2 separate regions of the Zea mays genome follow, and region 2 is linked to region 1. The links are chromatin contacts, called in public Hi-C maps. All regions are on one chromosome and are shown on one strand. Each heading gives the region's core, a stretch centred on a gene start, on an enhancer-like site or on the middle of the called end of the contact. The rest is flanking DNA. Distances are from core to core; before and after follow the strand shown. Region 1 holds the start of LOC100192543. Region 2 holds the start of LOC100280654 (harpin inducing protein).

Region 1 (7,255 bases), core at 2,809-5,308:
CATTTGACTTGGTTGACATCCCTTGTCTTCCTTTCACGAATCTTGGCCATCCTATAGATATCCTTTTCTCCCTGCTTTGTGTCCAGCCGTTGATAAAGGTCGTCATAGGCTTGACCCCGGGCTCTACTAACCGCTCGCTTTGCAGACTTCTTCGCTATCCTGTACTTCTCTATGTTTTCTGCACACTTGTCATGATGTAAGCGTTTGTAGCAATCTTTCTTCTCCTTGATAGCCTTTTGGACATCTTCGTTCCACCACCAAGTGTCTTTAACTTCCCTTCTGTTCCCTTGACTCAACCCAAACTCTTCTGAAGCTATCTCTCGGATGCATGTCGCCATCTTCCTCCACATGATATTTGCGTCTTCCTCTCCTGCCCAAGGGCCCTCCTCGATAACTCTCTTCTTGAAAGTTTGGGCCACATCCCCTTTAAGCTTCCACCACTTTGTTCTAGTGACCTTGTTATGCTTATTTCGTTGTAAACGAATCTTAAAACGGAAGTCAGCAACGACAAGCTTATGTTGGGTTACCACACACTCTCCAGGTATAACCTTGCAATCTAAGCAGGCATGCCTGTCCTCTTTTCTCAAGAGGACAAAATCAATCTGGCTAGTGTGTTGGCCACTACTGAAGGTCACCAGGTGGGATTGCCTCTTCTTAAAGAAAGTGTTTGCTATAAACATGTCATAGGCTAGGGCAAAGTTCAGGATTTCCTCTCCTTCTTGATTCCTAGTCCCAAAGCCGAAGCCTCCATGTACACCCTCGAAACTGGTGCTAGATGTACCCACATGGCCATTGAGGTCTCCTCCTATGAAGAGCTTCTCGCCAACTGGCACACTACTAACCATGTCCTCCAGGCCTTCCCAGAACTCTCTCTTTGAGTTCTCATTAAGGCCTACTTGAGGAGCATACGCGCTGATAACATTGAGAACCAAGTCTCCAATGACCAGCTTGACTAGGATGATTCTATCTCCTACCCTCTTAACATCTACTACCCCATCTTTGAGGCTCTTGTCGATCAAGACGCCTACTCCATTCTTGTTTGTTGCAGTCCCCGTGTACCACAACTTGAAACCTGTACCTTCCACTTCCTTCGCCTTCTGTCCCTTCCACTTGGTCTCTTGAACGCATAAAATATTTACCCGTCTCCTCACCGCAACGTCAACTATTTCTCGTAACTTACCTGTTAAGGAACCTACGTTCCAACTGCCTACACGGACCCTAGTTGGCTCGACTAGCTTCCTTACCCTTCGCACCCGCCGAGGAAGATGCAAAGACCCTTCGAAAATCGTTATATCATAGAGAAAATAATACTTCGAAAGACGAAGAACTTTAACATTTAATACTTTGTGTTGCCTTGTTCTTAACTCATAGCATTTGAGAACAAGTCCCCAACATCTGGGACACATCATTTCAGTGGATAGGGTTGCCACTGATCCTTCCGAGACAATAGCAATGCAAAATTGGCTGGTCCCTATTTCGATTACAGAACTACAAGGCTTCCTCGGATTAACCGGTTATTACCAAAAATTTATCCGACATTATGGCATGATTACTCGACTACTCACCAATCTTCTTCGCAAGCAGCAATTTCTGTGGACAGATCAACCCACCCATGCTTTCAGTCAACTAAAACAAGCTATGGTGAGTGCACCAGTCCTTGCTCTGCCTGACTTCACTGAGATGTTTATCTTAGAAACTGACGCCTGTGACCTAGGCATTGGAGCCATGTTGATGCAACGTGATGACCCAATGACCTTCCTCAGCAAAACACTTGGCCCTCATCATAAAAAATTATCTATATACGAAAAAGAATTTCTCGCTCTTATCATGGATGTTGAGAAATGGCGTTCATACCTTCAACGCCATGCATTTGTTATTCGTACAGACCATCAAAGTTTGTCCTACCTCACTGAACAACATCTGCACTTGGACATGCAAAGGAAAGCGATGACTCACCTGCTTTATCCATCATAGTTTTCAATAGTTTTCAATAGTTTATCCCGAGTTGGTCATCTGCTTTCCACGACAACAGTCTCAGTGGCCAAACCTATCTGGTTGCAGGAGGTTCTTAACAGTTATATAACTGATCGAGCGGCGCAAGACTTACTGTCTCGAAATTTGGACATGATTTTTCCTTGACTGACGGCATCATTAAGTTCCATGACAAAATTTGGATTGCCCATAACTCGGCGTGACAGACCAAGCTCATCAAGGCACTGCACTCCACAACAGTGCGAGGTCGGTCACTCGGCAGTTCAGGCCACCTATCATCGTGTCAAACAATTTTCTTTTGGAAGGGGCTTAAGACTGATGTGGAGAGTTTTGTTCAACAATGCTCCGTTTGTCAGCACTCAAAAAATACTCATACACATCCTGTGGGCTTACTTCAACCCTTACCCGTATCGACTGGTGCTTGGCAAGATATTACCATGGACTTCATAGAAGGCTTGCCAATTTTATTCCATCTTGTTAGGCACCAAGTATGCCCATTTTATTCCATCGAAACATCCTTTTACAACGCAAGATAGTGGCTCGAGCTGTGTTCGATCAAGTGATCAAGCTCCATGGGTTTCCCAAATCCATTGTTTCGGATAGGGATAAAATTTTCACTAGCATGTTTTGGAAGGAATTGTTTTCAGTTTTTGGCACTGGACTTCTTCAGATGCACGGTTTATGACTCTCCAAAAGTAGTTGTCCCTAGCTGAGATGTGGTACAACACAATTTTTCATACAGCTCTTGGTTGTACACCATTTAAAGCCCTCTATGGCTATGATGCTGCATCTTTGGATTGCTAGTTCCGTCCTTGACCACTTCTTCAGACGTGGTTGATTGGCTCCTTCAACATGAGGCTCATATGCAACTTCTAAGGGACAATCTGTTCAAGGCCCAGAATCGTATGAAGATCTATGCTGACCATCGTCGTGTTGATTGTCAGTTCCAACTTCCAAGTGGGAGACTTTGTGCGACTGAAACTTCAACCCTATGTGCAACACTCGGCGGACCCTTTCCCAAACTGGCATTTAAGTACTTTGGACCGTTTGAAATTGTGGGTCGCATTGGGGTAGCAGCATACAAACTCAAATTACTAGAGGGGTAGCTTGGTGCACCCGGTGTTCCATGTCTTTTCTGATTTCAAGGTGCCCAAGACATTGTTCCAGAACGCATCCTGGATCGCCGGCTCGTGAAGAAGGGTGGTAACTGGTAAGGCCGTCCCTCAAGTGCTGATCAAATGGTTCCAACTTCCGGTTGACTCCACCACCTGGGAAGATTAGTATGTGATTAAGAAGAGGTTTACAGAAGTTGCTGCTTGTGGGCATGCTTCGTCTGTCACAACCGTGGTGCCGGACGGTGAATAGGAAAGGTTCACTGTCTTGATCCACCATGCTACTCAGTGCAGAAGAGTTTCTTGGGAAAGGTCAGGTACCCAAAATCTCGGCCTTAATTTAGGCTTATTGAAATTTGTCGTCAGGGAGATATTGAAATTAAATTCCTTGAAAGGTTTAGTGTTTAATTATCAGGGAGAGGATGAAACATCAGCAATCATACTTAGCTGCAGCACGAATCTCAAAGCTGTTCCATCAGCAAACAGCTGATCGATCGCTCGAATAGTCGAATGGTTAGTTGAGACATCAGCAAGCAGCAACCGCAGTTAGAGCATCTCCAACAATGTGACTTATAAAAATGCCTTATAATTTAAAAATGAACATATTTTATAGAATTTAGGGCACCAACAAAACACTCCGCTCCAACAGTAAAGCCTCAAATGTAAATTATAGGGCAGACCACTACGGTGTAGTATATTTGATGCATTTGAGACGGTGCCCTATAATTTTTTGACCAAATTTTATGAATTGAGGCATTGTTGGAGTAGTTTTTTTCTTTGTAGAGCCTCATATTTCAATTTGAGACACTAATTTAAGGCATTGTTGGAGATGCTCTTAGGAGAGGAGAAGTCAACACCTACCAGCCAGCAGAGACAAGAGCACGGGGGCAGAGACAGAGAGCAAAGCAACCCCCTCACCAAGATCCGATCCATCCCATCTACGCAGCGGAGGTCTCGCATCTCAGAGCGGGCAAATTGCCGAGGAAGACAAGATCAGGAGGCCAGTAGAACACCTGACCCGAGTAGTAGGACAGGTAGAGCAGATCAAGAAAAACGGGGAGGAGCAGCTTCCAGATGCACCTGAGCGGCGGGGGCCGGATGTTGCCGCCGAAGCAGCTGCTGACCATCGTCATCATCATCTTCTCCACGCTCTCCTTCATCAAGCTCCTTCTCCTCACCAGCTCGTCGTCCTCGTCAGCGGGCTTCACCTCCCGCAGCAGCCCGGCGTGGGACGCAGACGGCGGCGGTAACGGGACGGCTAGGAGCGCGCTCGCCTCCAAGGAGCTCGCTCTGCTCCGCTCCGTCATCGCCGCGCGGGCGCCGTGCAGGCTGCTGGTGTTCGGCCTGTCCCCGCAGCTCCTCGCCCTCGCCAAGCTCAACTTCGGAGCTGGCGCGGGGGCCGCCACCGCCTTCGTCACAGACAGCGCCGACGACGCGGACGCCGCGCGCCGCGCGCTCCTCTCCGACCGCGGGGCTGGGTCCACCGCCGCGGCGGCCGTTCACCAGACCAGGTACCGCGACGCGGCGGCGGAGGCGTGGCCGCTGCTGCGGCGCGCGCGGGGGAGCCCGGCGTGCCGGCGGCCCACGGGGACGGTGCGCAAGTCCGGGTGCCCGTTGGCGCTCACATCGCTGCCGCGGGAGGTGCTCGACGCGCGGTGGGACGTGGTCGTCGTCGACGGACCCAGCGGGGCGGCGCCCGAGGAGCCCGGCCGGATGGGGACTATCTACACCGCCGCGGCGCTGGCGCGCGCCATGGCTGGCGGCGAGGCAGTGGACGTGGCGGTGCACGATGTGGACCGGACGGTGGAGCGGTGGTATGCGTGGGAGTACCTCTGCGAGGACAACCTCGTCGCCGCAAAGGGCCGCCTCTGGCACTTCCGGATCGCCGCCGGTGCGGGGCCGACGGACGCGTTCTGCTCCATCGGCCCCGTCCACATCTTGTAGGACTGCTGGACGAGCAAGGGCAAGATTCCAAGATCACCGGTGGCATTGCCATTTCTTTCCCAATCGGGGAATGGGGATGAAATTGGGTGATCCACATCTTTTGCAAAGCTCATGCCAAGAAGAAAGAAGATCAAGCAATTTTTGCTTTTAGGAAAAAGATTGAGCTGTTCATAGAATTATCGATAAATCTGTTCAAATCTTTTGCTGAACTAGGCAGTGGAGAGGAGCATGTTCAAGAAGAGCCCTTCTTCTAAACAACTACACTGGTATTTTTTTTCATGCACTGCTTGATTTTAGAAAGAAGAAAAAGGTAAAAGAATGGAATCACTTGGAGATACAGGAGGAAGACTAAATTAAATTCATGTTGTAGTTCTTAATGCTATGACATTGTTGTAAAAGAATCCAATCATTTGGAGATACATGAGAATTTGGTTTCCTGAAACCTCAATGTGGATGCATGGCCTCTGGTGAAAAAGCAAGCTAACCACATTTTTCTTTTAAAATCTCACAAAACTTTCGATTGACCATATGATAGTGCTATGATTGTATCATTGCTATCACATTGTTGTCTTGTCCTGCTATGGACACTTCAGAGGCCATGTTTAGGGAGTGTATTTAGAGCAACTCCAGTAGTTCTCTAAAAGACTTCCTAAATCAATAATTTAGGTAGTTAACATGAAAACTATTCTCTAACAGTTATCTAAATAAACTTTCTAAATTTAACAACTTGTCATCTAGCCTTATTTTCTCTCTACATTTGGCAACCATTTAACAACTCCCTAAACAAAAATGTTGACTGCATTATATAGTTTTTGTGACTTATTTTTTATGTGGATAAATACAAAACAAAATTACAACCTATATTTAGAGAACTATTGGAGAACTCATATTTTTTTACTCTAAAAGCCATTTAGCAACTTCTTAAATCTGTGATTTAGAGTGCTAAAATTTACATAACTATTGGAGTTGCTCTTACAGTATCTCCAAGAGCTCTCTAAATCAATATTTTTTTAGAAAAAACACAAAAACATGTCTCTAACAATTTCCTTAAAGTGCTCCCAACTTTTTCATAGCCCTTAAAACTCCCTCATTTGTAGCTACAAATGGGTTTTTTGGGCTCCCCAGAAACAATCTAGCGCTTTAAAGGATTTATTGGAGAAAGGATTAAAATCTATACCAACTAATCTTGTTTGGTTTCAAGGACTAAAATTATTCAAAATACATTAAATGACTCATAAGAAGACTAAAATGTCCCTTACCATTCTTCTGTCATTAGTGCAACAACAACAACAACAAAGCCTTTTTGTCCCAAGCACGTTGGGGTAGGCTAGAGATGAAACCCCGTATGAAAACCTCAGAGCTCAACCCCCAAAGAACAGAAAAGGGAAACAAAGGCAAAGGAGAACCGAAAACAACGAAACGGGGAAACACATAAAAGAGATAAAACCCACAAGAACCAGCAAGATCTAAAATGGGCACAAGGAAAGGTCAAACGATTAAGGAGGAAAAGCGAAACTATAAATCAGGGTTCTGGCACGTGAATTGCACACTTCCACCCCTTCCTATCTGCGGCGAGCTCTTCATCAATATTCCACTCCTTCAGGTCTCTCTTCACAGCCTCTGTCCACGTCAAAGTTGGCCGACCTCTACCTCTCTTCACATTCTTGGGACGCCTAATTATTCCGATATGCACTGGTGCCTCTTCAGGTCTTCGTTGGATATGTCCAAACCATCTCAAGCGATGTTGCATAAGCTTCTCCTCAATTGGCGCCACTCCTACTCTCTCTCGTATATCATCATTCCGGACTCGATCTCTCCTTGTGTGGCCACATATCCAGCGCAACATACGCATCTCTGCCACACTTAGTTGTTGGACATGTCGTCTTTTAGTGGGCCAACATTCTGCTCCATACAACATAGCCGGCCGGATTGCTGTCCTGTAGAATTTGCCTTTTAGTTTGTGTGGCACCCGGGGGTCGCATAAGACACCCGCAGCTTGTCGCCACTTCAACCATCCAGCTTTAATTCTATGACTGACATCCTCATCGATGTCTCCCTCCTTCTGAAGCATTGATCCTAAGTAACGAAAAGTGTCTTTCTTGGGTACCACTTGCCCATCAAGACTAACATCGCCATCCTCATACCCCATGGCACTGAAATCACACTTCATATACTCTGTTTTAGACCTACTAAGCCTAAAACCTTTT
Region 2 (7,255 bases), core at 3,087-5,586, 740 kb before region 1:
GCCATATCATCAGCTGAGGAAGAACACCACGAACACAAATTTCCAACTGATGCCAGTTATCAGTGTTCTCAGATCTCAGGGTATAAACTCAAAAGATCTCAGAAATCCGACCAGAGAGTTCAAGGAACATATGTAACTCCGTCAAAGGCTTTGGAGCCTGTGACACCATTGATTGAAGCCAAGAACTGCAGAGCAAGAGCCAGCTCTCCTGATGCACGAACCAAAGGAAAAGCACTTTTCAGGATGCTTATAGATGAAAATTAATCTCTTATAAAAATAAAAGAGTTCTGAAGAATAATAGTAACCTTGAGTTGAGGTCAAACTTGTCTCTCTTGTGCTTCAAAGCATATAACACACTCACAGTCACACCCCAGATCACATTGTGAGGAAGAAGATAAAAGGATAAGCCACCAAAGAATGTCAACTAGCGGTTCTACCATCCCAGTAACAAAGCCAGCGAGGACAGTGGTCAACTTGTCTAACTCAAGTGTTAATCTATGGTCTTCAGAAATACTTGTACCTGACAGGCTGAATACCTGAAGACATATACCAGGGTAACTTAGCTACTGTCAAAACCCAAGTATTACCTCCACGCAAATATGCAATCTTATTCTCAAGGCCAGATCCCAAGCACAAGATAGTACAAGGCACGGACAGTCGGACACATTTAGAAAAAGGACTGAGGTATCAATTGACCAAAACTTTTGCAGAAAATACTTGTGTTCTTGTTAGAGAATGTTCAGTTTGTGTTAGAGGGCAATAACAGAAAGGTTATCTTTGCTTCCCATGGCTTGTTACTTCTTCGTTCTTCCTGTCCATCTCAACCGTACCATAATTGTCACTTTTGGCAACTACCAACTACTGATGCCAAGCATTTTAGCAACTACATAATCAGAGAGTGGTTCTGCACAAATGACACATCTGAAGATGCACCACTTCATACCCAACCTAACTTAACCTCCTGAAGCTGCCCATTCGAAACCTGTGCAGCACCAAAATGATCCCCAGGTGTGTATTTGAGTTATTTTATTCAAAAATCATTTTTCTCCTTTTCTTTGCAATCAAGCTTCAGCTTTGAGACCAAGTCGTCCAGGATGAAATATATCTCCTGATTCTCAGGTTGCCTCTCCCTAATTTTGAATTCATCAACAATCTCATTTAAGTTTACCAGACGATGTCCAGGGCTGAACCTCTCATCTCTCTCTTTCATGATAGCCTTCACCCTGTGAACTTCTTCCCATCTCCCTGCAGCAGCGTACACATTGCAAAGCAGGGCATAGTGAGCATTGTTACTTGGTTCAAGCTCAATCAACCTGAGAGCTATACGTTCCCCAAGTCTCCAATCCCTCCGGAACCGACACAGCCCAAGCAAACCACCCAATGCGCGTGCCTTCAGATCCTCTGGTATATTCTGTAAGAGGCCCTCGGCTTCTTCCAGAAGCCCAACACTCCCATACAGATTAGCCATGCACCAGTAGTGCGAAAATGTCGGCTTGAAGTTGTATGTGGTGTTCATCTGCTCAAAATATGCCTTTCCATCCTCCAAGAGGCCTAAACGGGCACAGGCGCAGAGAACACCAATGAAAGTGACTCCATCTGGCTGCACATTCCCTGAAAAGGCAGCAAAGGAGTTAGATATATAGAAAGAGTTGAAAAACGCAAATGTAGCAATATGTTGCTTCCTGAAGAACTAATCCTGGAAATCTGAACCCACCTAGTGCAATCATATGCTGGAACAGTTTGATCCCATCAACAGGCTCACCATACACACAGTGCCCTATGATCATCGCGTTCCAGCATACCAGGTTCCTCATTCTGAGCTGATCAAACACCTTCCTCGCAATCCCAGCCCTCCGACACTTGCCATACATATCAATCAATGCAGTCCAAACCAACAGGTTATCATCCTCAAAACGGCGCAAAAACGCACAGTGCACCTCCCTCCCAGCCCCCAACCTCCCCAGCCTAGCACATGATGTGGCTGCCCCAACCATGGTTATTGCCGTTCCCCTAACTCCTACCTCTGCCATCCACCGGACCACCTCCAGTGCCTGCTCAGGCTGCTTCGCCTTGACGTATCCGTTAATCATGACGTTCCATGACACCACATTTCTCAAGTGCATTCCCTCAAAAACCTGGCGTGCGGCATCCAAGCCACTGGGTGTTCTGGCTAAGGCCGTCATCAGGGTGTTGCAGGACGCGATGTCCCTGAATGGCATTTCGTCGAACAGGTAGCGGGCGGACAAGATGCCGCCGGCAGTGGCATAAAAGTGGAAGAGGGCGTTGGCGGCGTGGGGCGGCGAAGAGAAGAGGAGGCCGCGGCGGAGGAGCTGCCCGTGGAGAGCGAGCGCGGAGCGGAAGTGGAGCCGCGGAGAGGTGGAGGAGGCGGCAGCAGAGAGGAGAGGCGGGAAGGAGAAGTGGTCGGGGAATAGCGGGTGGTGGGAGCGGAGGAGGGCCGCGAAGAGGGAGAGGAGGGCGGAGAAAGGGATGCGAGGGCCTAGGGCGCGGAGTGCAGCATCGAGGGAGAAGAGCGGCAGGGGAGGAGGTAGGTGGCGAAGGAGGCGGAGGATGTGAGCGGGCGGCGAGGCGGCGGAGCAGGCGGAGGCGGTGAGGAGGAGGCCGGCGGGGACGGGGTGGCCGAGGAGGAGGCCACGGCGGAAGAGGAAGGCGTGGGCGCAGAGGACGGAGGAGTGGGTGCGTAGACGGTGGCGGAGGAAGCCGTGGAGGTCGTCGATGATGGTGCCGCCGCCGGCGGCGGAATGGGGGGAGGTGGAGGTGTCCACCATCAGTGGAGAACACGGGCCAGTGGCGCCATGGGGTTTAAGCGTCTCAGGATTTTGTCTCGCCGACCAGTAGGCCCCTTGATGCCGGTTGGGTTCTCACCGTTGGATCTGACTTTACAAAATCCCAAATTATTTACACCTTGTTAGTTTGTGGTGTATTCCAGCCATAAATCATTCCAACTCATCAAAACTTATATAAATTACACAAAAAATCTGACTAGAAATCATTCCAGATCATCGTTTCAAGAGAATATTATGTTTACCAAGTCCATTTAGCATTGTTTTCGTGACATTTGACAAACATTCTAGCCAAGCTGTCACCAACAAAATTGGATAGGTAGGTGATAGAGGATCACCATGTCTAACTCTTTTACATCTTTTTATGTATCTAGCAATTTGATTATTGATCTTAATACTGGCGGTGCCCTCTTTAACAACCATACGCGTTAAGGACATTTTTTTTTGCAAAAGCCTTTTTTTCCTAAAAACAATGAAACATAAAATCTTAGTTGACTTGATCATATGTTTCTTTCAAAATCAAGTTTGAGTACAGTCCTAGTCTCTTTTCTTCTTTTGGGTTCATGTAAGATCATCGCACCACTCATAATGTGCCTCCCCTTCTTATGAAGACAGTTTGTTGCTCATTGAAAAGTTTTCGAGCAAAAGGTTCAAGCCATATTGTAAGCACTTTAGTGATCAACTTATTGTTGGCGTCTTTGGCTAAATACTAATGATCTTTAGAGCTTGTGCGCGACACGTAGGACCTTGGGACTTCTCTCCGAGATGACGCAGAGGACCGTTTGCAATGCGCACAAATAACCACGCTCTTCTCTATGATGGCGTAGATGACTTCATGTACAATCTAGATCTCGCCTCCCGAGAGAGACTTCGTCAGGGAGAGGGATCATAGGATTGCTTTGGTGTCGGCAGGCCACTCAAAGCGCCTCTAAATGATGTAGAGGCGAAGAGAGCTAAGACTGAGATCGAGGAACTACAACTAGAGCTACGCTACATCCAAGCCTAATGCATGAAGATAAGTGAGGTAATTGGAATGTTTCAATTGAATTGAGTGTGTTCGAGATGTACTCCTTCATATTTATAGGGGAAATGTCTCAATCTTATAGTAACCGAAGTCCAACAAGACAACGTAAGAAACAGAGAAGATCTCACAACAAATCAGAACTCACTCAAACTTATCTGGTCTCAGACGGTCCGGGCTAATAAGTCGGACTGTGAGGGGACGAACCGTATGAGCTTCCAGTGGACTGTCCAACGGTATCAGTGCTGTCAATTTTAGTGTTCAACACTTATATAAGCAGTTCAAAAGATATATGTGTCTAAACTGTTGATTTTTTTAAAAATGTTTCTTCAACTTTTGGAACGAGGGGTATGATTCCTGGCCCATGGATAGATGGAAGGAATGAAATGAGACAGTGCGATAGTGAGTCGTGACGCGTCTTTATCAATGGATCCACCGATGCTGAACGAAGTGGGGGAAGTTGTGATGCACACACGGCAGCAAATGCAATTTGTTTCTGTGAACGTTGGACGAGACGGCGTGGGATTGTGGCTGGCCTGACTCGGGACGCCCAAACGACCCACCCAAGCAACCCATGTGCTTGCGGCGCCTCCTCGTATCTCCACCACGGCCGGCAGCCACTTCGCCGTGCCTTCCACTTCCCCGATCTCCAATCCGCAGGCGGAGCAGTTTGCATTTACACAACCGCGTCGCCGTTCATCCCGGCGTCCCTTTCCCTTGCATATAGATATAACCCAGCCACCACCGCACGAACCACCAAATCCGATCCAAATCCCTCCACCGCCGTCCCGGATTTACCAAAACCCCGGCCACCACCGCCATGGGCTCCGCGAGCCGCGCCATCTCGTGCCTGTGCTGCCCCTGCAGGTGCCTCTTCAGCTGCCTGTGCAGCATCCTCGTCTCGCTCGCCGTCACGCTGGGCCTCCTGGCCCTCGCCCTCTACCTCATATTGAAGCCGCGCATGATCGCGGCCACCGTCGACTCGGCCTCGCTCTCCCAGTTCGCGCTCTCCGCTTCCTCCACGCTCGCCTACGACCTCAACGTCACCATGACGGTGCGCAACCCCAACACGCGGGTGGGGCTCTACTACGACGACGTCCAGGCGCTGGCCTCGTACGAGGGCCAGCGCTTCGGCTACGCGCCGCTCGACGCCTTCTATCAGGGCACGGGGGCGGCCACCAAGCTGGCGCCGGGGTTCCGCGGCACGCAGCTGCTCCAGGGCGACGTCGCCGCCGCCCAGTTCAGGCAGCAGCAGTCCGCGGGGCGCTTCGACGTCGACGTGGATCTCAACGCCAAGCTCAGGGTCAAGTTCTGGGCGTTCAAGGCCCACGGGCCCAACGCGAAGATCACGTGCACGCTCTCCGTCCCCGTCCCCGTCCCCGCCGCCGCCAGCGCCTCGCCCTTTCAGCCCACGGATTGCAAAGTGTGGTTCTGATTTTTGGCTGTTAGGATAGGGATACTCTGCCTGCTGCTGCTGCTGTACATCGCCGTGGACAGCGAATAACGCTCGTGCGCCCTGGTGGCCACAAGACAAGTTTGTTTTTCTGACACGACTTCAAAGGGCCCATGCTCATTTGGCCCTTCCCTCTTGCTATGGAGTACGTATGCCGATCAATGGCACATGCCCTGCCTCCTACAATTGCCACTGACATGTCAGTAAATTAGGTACCCACCACAACCACACGCAATCAAGGCATGCGACAAGAGAGATAGGCCCACAAACATTCCACACAAGCCCATGATAGTCCACTACCAAATTAAAGGGGTTAAAAGTAAAACTACCAATGAAACCCAAAGCAAGCCACGTCTTTCAATAACTTAATAGTAGTAGTAGATGACAGTAAATTTAGTTTTTATTAGCAGTACACGAGCACTAACAAAAGATCAAGCAGCCAGCTTTTGGAATTGGAATTTGGAGCGTTACGTGGACTGGACTCTGGAGTAATTACTGGCCTCCACTCCGATCCCCGCCATGCCGACGTCGTGAGACCTCACGACGGCGACGACGTGCATGACTGCCGGCGGAACCCCAGCCTCTCCTTCTCCAGGTCGTACTCCACCAGGTAGTTCTGCTGCTGGAAGCTGCCGAGGATGATGGCCGGGCCGCTGCCCTCGTTCCCAGCCCCGGAGCCTCCGCTGAAGTCGGTGACGACGGCGAGGCAGATGGCCTCCACGGCGCCGCGCCCCGCGACCACGAAGTAGTTCTCGACCGGGAGCTGCATCACCGCCCCGCCCTCGAAGTGGAACGACAGCTCCGGCAGCGCCATGGACCTGGCGCCCTGCGGCAGCGCGAAGCAGGGGTGCAGCCCCAGCTCGTCCTCCGCGTCCTTGGACCGCTTGTACCGCCCGCCCACCGCAGCCACCACCGCGTCCGCCACGGGCTGGAACACGGTCGGGTCCAGGTACGTGAACGTGGTGCCGGAGTCCACGATGGTGCCGCCGGACCCCGCCGCGTTGGCCGCGAACGCCCGCGCCGGGAGCCGCACCGCCTTCCCGCCCACCGTCACGCCCCTCAGCGCCAGGTAGTAGTACACGCCGTACGGCAGCTTGTCGCCCGCCGCGCTCTTCACCAAGGGCACGTACTGCATGCCCTCGCCGCCTCCGGTGCCACCGAGGACTAGCGAGCCGCTCACGGCGGCGTTGTCGTCGAAGCGGCGGGACAGGAGGCAGTAGGAGAACTTCGGGAGGCCGAGCTGCGCGGGCACGGACGGCGCGCCGCGGCCAAAGCCCGCGAGGCCCGACGGCGGCTGGTGCACGGACACGAGGCTGCATCCGAGGACGAAGCCGGGGACGGCGCGGCCCGGCGCGCGCAGGGTGTCGGCGATGAGCAGACCGGCTGTGGAGCCGGAGCCGTAGACCACGGCGTAGGGCGGGCAGACGTTGCTGGCGGCGGCGGGGCAGTTGGCGGCGCCGGGGGAGCAGGGGGCGCGGCGGCACTTGGTGGCGAGGTTCGCGGCAGAGTGGACCCACTGGCAGGAGGGGTTGCGGCAGCCCACGAGGCGGGAGGAGGAGGAGTTCTTGGGGTGGAAGACCGGGACGGCGGAGGCGGATGGGGAGGAGCAGTTGCGGCACTCGTAGCTCGAGGTGCATGGCACCCACGTGAGGTGGCTGCCGGTGTCGAGCAGCACGGGGAGCGGCTGCGGCGGCGTGCCGAGCGACGCCGTGAAGGCGTAGCCGCCGTAGGAGTGCGGGTACAGCGCGGCGGTGGCTGGTACTGACGGGTGGCCGCCTGATCCTTTCTGGCTGTGGTGGTTGGGGTCCCGGCGCTTGAGGTGCAACGCGCGGGCCAGCGACGCGGCGGCCAGGCGGGACAGCGGGTGGTGGTGCGATGCCACGGCCTCGGCTACGTGCGGTAGGTGGCGGTACAGCGGCAGCGTCGTGGCCGTCCGCGCGGCGGTGGGGAACAGAGGCACGATGACGAGGAGGATGAGGA

What was found. Hi-C and Micro-C count contacts between places; a contact is called where the count stands out from the background.
Region 2: a contact with region 1 is called in a Hi-C map of root tip, with 6 times the contacts expected there. The contact joins the promoter of LOC100280654 here to the promoter of LOC100192543 in region 1. A contact is called at or near these places in 6 of 25 Hi-C or Micro-C datasets (bundle sheath, ear, leaf and 3 more) and 1 of 3 datasets of contacts at active chromatin or transcription factors (leaf).

Annotation. Positions count from the first base shown.
Region 1 is chr2:28,155-35,409 of Zm-B73-REFERENCE-NAM-5.0, reverse strand. It overlaps LOC100192543, which reads left to right and starts at 4,058. Exons shown (of 1, transcript NM_001137762.1): 1 at 4,058-5,429. The coding sequence starts at 4,179. The coding sequence ends at 5,048.
Region 2 is chr2:763,766-771,020 of Zm-B73-REFERENCE-NAM-5.0, reverse strand. LOC100280654 (harpin inducing protein) reads left to right here and starts at 4,336. Exons shown (of 1, transcript NM_001153572.2): 1 at 4,336-5,372. The coding sequence starts at 4,643. The coding sequence ends at 5,257. LOC100501345 (pentatricopeptide repeat-containing protein At3g51320) reads right to left here and starts at 3,442. Exons shown (of 5, transcript XM_020547962.3): 1 at 1,715-3,442; 2 at 306-1,611; 3 at 1-208. The coding sequence starts at 2,786. The coding sequence ends at 1,031. LOC100280633 (aspartic proteinase nepenthesin-2) reads right to left here. Exons shown (of 1, transcript NM_001153550.2): 1 at 5,610-7,255. The coding sequence ends at 5,814.